Regions from separate parts of the Ctenopharyngodon idella genome. Here region 2 is linked to region 1. The links are chromatin contacts, called in public Hi-C maps. All regions are on one chromosome and are shown on one strand. The core of a region is the stretch at or near the end of the contact, and the rest is flanking DNA. Distances in the headings are between cores, read along the strand shown. Region 1 holds the start of LOC127520173 (protocadherin-10-like). Region 2 holds the start of cbln17 (cerebellin 17).

What was found. A called contact is a pair of places that touch in the nucleus more often than the background predicts.
Region 2: a contact with region 1 is called in a Hi-C map of muscle, with 4 times the contacts expected there. The contact joins the promoter of cbln17 here to the promoter of LOC127520173 in region 1. A contact is called at or near these places in 2 of 2 Hi-C or Micro-C datasets (both in muscle).

What each region holds. Positions count from the first base shown.
Region 1 is chr10:33,297,313-33,300,400 of HZGC01, forward strand. LOC127520173 (protocadherin-10-like) reads left to right here and starts at 1,626. Exons shown (of 1, transcript XM_051908072.1): 1 at 1,626-3,088. The coding sequence starts at 1,626. All of the region lies in intron 1 of LOC127521235 (protocadherin alpha-C2-like), which reads left to right.
Region 2 is chr10:33,505,169-33,508,523 of HZGC01, forward strand. cbln17 (cerebellin 17) reads left to right here and starts at 1,936. Exons shown (of 5, transcript XM_051911186.1): 1 at 1,936-2,115; 2 at 2,243-2,284; 3 at 2,485-2,547; 4 at 2,720-2,848; 5 at 2,948-3,355. The coding sequence starts at 1,971. The coding sequence ends at 3,231.

The DNA of each region.
Region 1 (3,088 bases), core at 376-2,875:
TGACTGTAAATGTGTTTATTCTGGATGAGAATGACAACAGTCCAGTTATTTTACCGCCTTATTCTGACCCTGGATCAGTTAATACTGAAAACATTCCCTACTCTGCTGAAGCGGGATACTTTGTAGCCAAGATCAGAGCTGTTGATGCTGACTCTGGATATAACGCTCTTCTCTCTTATCATATGAGTGAACCCAAAGGAACTAATCTCTTCCGCATTGGAAGCAGCACTGGAGAAATAAGGACTAAGAGACGAATGAGTGACAATGACTTAAAAACTCACCCACTTATTATTACAGTGTCTGATAATGGAGAGCCATCACTCTCAGCCACTATGTCCATGGATGTTGTGGTTGTTGAGAGTCTGGATGACATAAAGACATCATTCAGAGAAGTTCCTGTGAAAGAGGAGAGTTTTTCAGATCTGAATGTGTATCTGCTCATCGCTATTGTCTCAGTATCAGTCATCTTTTTACTGAGTCTCGTGGGTTTGATAGCAGCTAAATGCTACAGGACAGACGGCAGTTTCAGCAGGTACAGCGCTCCAGTGATCAGCACCCATCCAGACGGAAGCTGGTCCTTCTCTAAATCTACTCAACAGTACGACGTGTGTTTTAGCTCAGACACGATAAAGAGTGACGTAGTAGTGTTTCCTGTACCAGCCCAACATGTAGATGGCGAGTTGATAAGCATAATTGATGAAGATTCATTTTTGCTGAAAAAAACTCTACCGAAAGATTTAAAGGTAAGGCATTACATTTCTAGTAAAGCGGCTTGTATTTTTATTTTTATTTTTTTCTGTCCAATATAGATTTATAGTAAGCTATATTAAAGTATATCTTATACTTATAAGTCTTATGTTTTGAAAAGAGAACCATACTATGTATAACTAAAAGCGCTTGTAATGTTGCACCGGATAATTCAATGCCTGCTCTATATAATACAATAACTAATTGCTTATATCCTTTACAAGACGGATCACTGGATCTTAGGAGTTCATGCGCATATTGTGATTTTTAGTAATTAATTCAGCAGTACTGACGGCATTAATACTCATTTAACCATAAATGAATTGACATTTTGAAGTATGTATGTACTTGTGTGTTTTTGTATTTGTGGTTGACTGGTTTAATATCGCATTTAACTGTATGGTGTTATTGGGTTGTGACTGCATCGATCAGTACCATGGACAGCAACACATCAATATGAATTGTAGCGTGAAAAGGTTACATTTATGAGGAATTTTAACATGTGCTTCTCTATTTTTGGCTAATTAAGATGATAATGATGTATTATAGTCTTGTTTTTCTAGTGTTCGTAACTTTGACTTGTATTTTGTGTTGTCATTTCAACTCAAATGCGTCATGTGTTTCTTCAATGGATTTGGAAATAGAATATTCCTGTTATGGCATAATTTCAGCACATGGTGTCACTGCAGACCGTCAGTTTAAGGTTTATAGGCTTTACTCTGAAGCCTCTCTCTCTCAGACTCTCGGTGTTAGTGTGTGTGTCGTTGAGACATGATGCAGGTTTCTATTTCGTCTCGTGTTTCCTAATGCAAGGAAGAAATATTCGATTCTCTCGCGTTCATTTTTTTCTGTCCTCAAGCCAGTTGTGAATGACCATCATGGCATTTATGGGATATTTCGAGTGTGGATTTATATTTTTCCTTTCTTTGCTGGATTCTGCGTTTGCTCAGATCGTCTATTCCGTACCGGAAGAGGTAAATAAGGGAACAGTTGTTGGGAATATAGCGAAAGATCTGAACATAAATGTTCACGACCTGGAATCTCGCATGTTTGAGATTGTGACTGGATCAAATAAGAAGTATTTTGACGTAAATCTGAAAACTGGCGTGCTGTTTGTTAATGAAAGGATTGACCGTGAGGAGTTATGTGTGTCGAATCAGAAATGCTCTTTGAATATAGAAGCTCTCGCTAAAAATCCTCATCATCTTTACAGGGTGGAGATTAAGATCTTGGATATAAACGACAATGCGCCACATTTTCCTGTTAAAATATTTACTGTGAATATTACCGAAAACGCAAGCCCTGGAGAGAGATTTCCTCTCCCTGTAGCCGAGGACTCTGATGTTGGCAGTAATTCTCTGAAAGAGTACAAATTGAGTCCGAATGAACATTTCAGTCTAGATACACAGAGTGAAGACCAGAGTGTGTCTGCAGAGTTAGTGCTGAACAAGGCTTTAGATCGAGAGAAACAAGCGACAATTAAGTTAGTACTCACTGGAGTAGATGGAGGAAAACCACCGAAATCAGGGGCTTTAAATATTATTATAAACGTCATGGATATTAATGATAATAACCCAGTGTTCAGTCAACCTCTTTATAAAGTCAAACTCAAAGAAAATGTTGCTGCTGGTACTAAAGTTATCTCTGTGTCTGCCACTGATTTGGATGAAGGCATGAACAGTGAAATTGTGTATTCGTTTGTTGATCATGGTAAAAAGCAAGATTTATTTACCATTACCCCCGAGACCGGAGATATTGTTGTAAAAGGGCAAATTGATTATGAGGAAAATCCTGCTATTGAGTTACGAGTTCGTGCAAGAGACAAAGGCAGCCCACCAAAGAGCACACAATGTAAAGTTTTAATAGAAGTTATAGATGACAACGATAATGCACCAGAGATAACTGTGACTGCTCTTTTGGAAAGTGTGAAAGAAGACACAAAGTCAGGAACTGCTGTTGCTTTAGTCACAGTGTCTGATAAAGATGGAGGTAAAAATGGCATTGTACACTGTGCTCTGAAAGGTTCGTTTCCTTTCAAACTGGAGACGTCATATAACAATCATTATTCTCTAGTGGTAGACGGACCTCTGGACAGAGAGAGTGTTTCTCAGTATAACATCACAATTACAGCTGCAGATGAAGGAGCTCCGCCTCTTTCCAGCAGCACTGTTATAACTGTACATATCTCTGATGTTAATGACAATGCTCCACATTTCCCAGCACCCGTTATTAACGCTTTTCTAAGTGAGAATGGTCAAGCTGGAGGTCTCATGACAAAAGTGACAGCTGAAGATTCAGACACTGGTGAGAACGCAGAACTTTCATATTCACTGTTAGACAG
Region 2 (3,355 bases), core at 686-3,185, 210 kb after region 1:
TGTGATGTTGACGAGATTCTCTGGCCTGTCCCAGACCAAAATGTGATGCTGGGGCAAAATATTTCTTGTTGTTTGGTGTATTGTACTGTACAGTACATTAAGGAATACAAAATGTGCAAATGTATATATGTGTTCATCATGTGAAAAGTTCCGTGAGGGGGAGAACCACAAGCAACACAACTTATTACTGGTTTTTGTTTTTAGTAGTATTGTTTTGAATTTATCTCACTGGTGTGTAAGACTATGTTGTAGTGTGTGTGTTTTTGAGGGCTTGTGTGTGATGTCTGAGGGCAAAGTTTGTTTTTTCAGCAAGAGTGAATGGTTTTGAGTGTAGAGCTTCATTTTGACTTGAAAATAGGATGTTTGGGGAATTGGGTGAGACGTTATGGATTTGTGTTTACTGTTTTGAGAATATGTGGTATAGTTTCAAGAAATGTGTTTAAGCAATCGAGAAAAACTGTTGCTTCACCGTCGCCTCGATCATAAGAATCTTCAGGGAGGAAAATGGGTAGCTGTACCTCAGTGTACTCTACAGTTACTTTTGAGCGCTGTATTTTGTTACAACGCATACATATACTGTAGCTGTTGCACTATACTACTGTAATGAAAAGAGATGCATCAAATTGCCTCACATACAGATAGAGTTTCTGTCTGCTTCCATTTTGTAAAAAGCATGTGTTACAGTTACAGTGATCAGTACTTCTATCTCTGTAGGACACAGAGATGATGGAATGGAAGAAGTCTGACTAAACATTTCAGTTGATGGATCAGGCATGCAAGAGGATTTTTGTGTGTGTGTGTGTGTGCTGCATGCACACACAAAAAAAATTGGTTCTTCAGTGGTTCTTTGGGGTGGTTGAGGTGCTATATAGCACTTAAAGTGGTTCCCCTATGATTACGAGCCAATTAACCACTTTTAGTGCTATTTGGCCATGGCATGGGGCCAATATAGCCTGTGATGTTGGCTGGGGCCAATATAGCCTTGACAAGATTCTCTGGCCTGTCCCAGATCAAAGATGGGATGTTGGGGCAGAATACTTTTTGTTGTTTGGTGTATTGTACTGTACAGTACATTAAGGAATAAAAAAATGTACAAATGTATACACTTCATCATGTGAAATGTTTCTTGAGGGGGAGAACCACAAGCAACATAACTTATTACTGGCTTTTGATTTTTGTAGTATTGTTTGAATTTATCTCACCAGTGTGTAAGACTGTTGTAGTGTGTGTGTTTTTTAGGGCTTGTGTATGGCTTTTTGTAGTATTGTTTTTAGGGCTCTTTGTAGTATTGTTTTGAATTTATCTCACCAGTGTATGTTGTAGTGTGTGTGTTTTTGAGGGCTTGTGTGTTATGTCTGACAACAAAGTTTGGTTTTTCAACAAGATTGAATGGTTTTGAGTGGAGAGCTTCATTTTGACCGGACAATAGGAAGTTTGGGGAATTGTGTGAGAAGTTATGGTTTTGTGTTTAGAGAAAAGGAGGCATAATTTCAAGAAATGTGTTTAAGCAATTAAGAAAAACTGTAAACCAGATTATTTCTGCTCACTGCAGGGAACGTCTATAAAAAGAAGTCTATGCTTCTTATGTTACACTATATCATTATGTTTTACTTAAAATAATTTCAGATTAATTTACCCACAGAAACTCAAGAGCACACGCTTTTCAGAAACAAACAGAACTTAGGAGTTTGGATTCACTTTGATTAATTTGATTTTGATTCTGTATTTGTATTGATGAGAAATGTATGTCAATAGTGGTAATCATTAACATCCATATACTGTGCGTGTTAATATTTACATAAACTTTTGAGTTGTTTTGTCTTTAACCTTGAGCTTTGGCTTTACTCAGTACTTTCTGCCATTTAATTAGATAAGAAATATCTGTGTCAATAATGAGTAGTAATGATTAACTACCTCAAAGCCTATAATATGTGTTATTTTCATAAACCCAAGAGTTTCTGTCTCTCAGGATGAAGGTGAGTGTTGCTCTGCTAATGCTGTGCTGTCTGTCACTCAGTTATTTGGTGGCCAATGGAGAAATCAACCAGCCCCACATCTGGTCTGAGATGAGAGATTTAAGAGACAAGTTGGATATGACAATGAAAGACAATGCAAGTTAGTACTAGTGGTTGCATCTTCTGTCACCCTTTAAATAGTTATCTTTAAAATAAAGGAAATCACATTCAATACAATGCAACATTAAATAAGTCATTTAAATAAATAGACTTGTAATGTTTTATAGAAATGGCAGAACAAATACTGGAGCTGAAGAAAGAGAATGCAGGTACTCAAAAGTGTATTTAGAAAATGGAATGTAACAAATTGTGTGAAAATTCAAATTTAAATGCCTTATTAAGAAGCATGATATGTTCTGGTGTGGGGAGAAAAAAAAATAATTAAGAACTTTATTTCACATAGAAACTGCATCATATTCCTTCTTTAAATATATATTTAAGCTACAATTAACGATTTGAATAATTTTAGGGATATATGAGCGAATGAAGATCGGTGAAACCCAGCTGGACGCCTTTAAGAGAGAACTTGCAGGTAAACTAATCGAATTATATCAAAATTGTCCTTTTTATACAGTATAAATATTTAAGGTATTATTTACAGTCTGCCTTTAATGCACAATAACTCTGAACATTTTATTTTTTTCTGGTGTTATGTATGTATTAAAGGGCTTAAATTATTTTCTTATTTTATTTTCTGTGCACAGAACAACCTAAAGTGGCATTTTCAGCTGACTTAGGGATCCATGGCAATTTAGGTCCCCAGAAAACTGAGATCACACTGACCTTCAACAATATCTTCACAAATATTGGTAACAACTACAACCCAACAACAGGTACTCTGAGCTATAGCCAATGTCTTACCTAAAGGAAATTTTCCAATTCTGATTTTTAGACCCATTTTACATTTGATCTGATGGTTTTGTCAATGGCAGGTCTCTTCACTGCACTAGTTAAAGGAGTCTACTACTTCAGATTCACTGCATGTGGTGTTCAAAAAAACCAGTCAATGGGTGCAAGTTTACATAAAAATGGGCAGAAGATTGTGTCAGTGGGACAATGGCATCATCACGATCAGCACAGATTCGCATCAAATGGAGTTGTCCTGCAGCTGGAAGTGGGTGATGTAGTTTGTATGAAGCTCCTCCCAGATTACACCATCTATGACAGTCCAGGTAACCTCAGCACTTTCAGTGGATTCCTTATCTACCCATTATAGTGATCAACCATTGCCATTCACAGCTGTATTAAAACATGGACACTTTTGTTGATCTTCTGGATGTTCATTCTCATCTGTGCTCTTTTTCTACTTAAGTTTTGAATTTTCAATTATATAAATACAA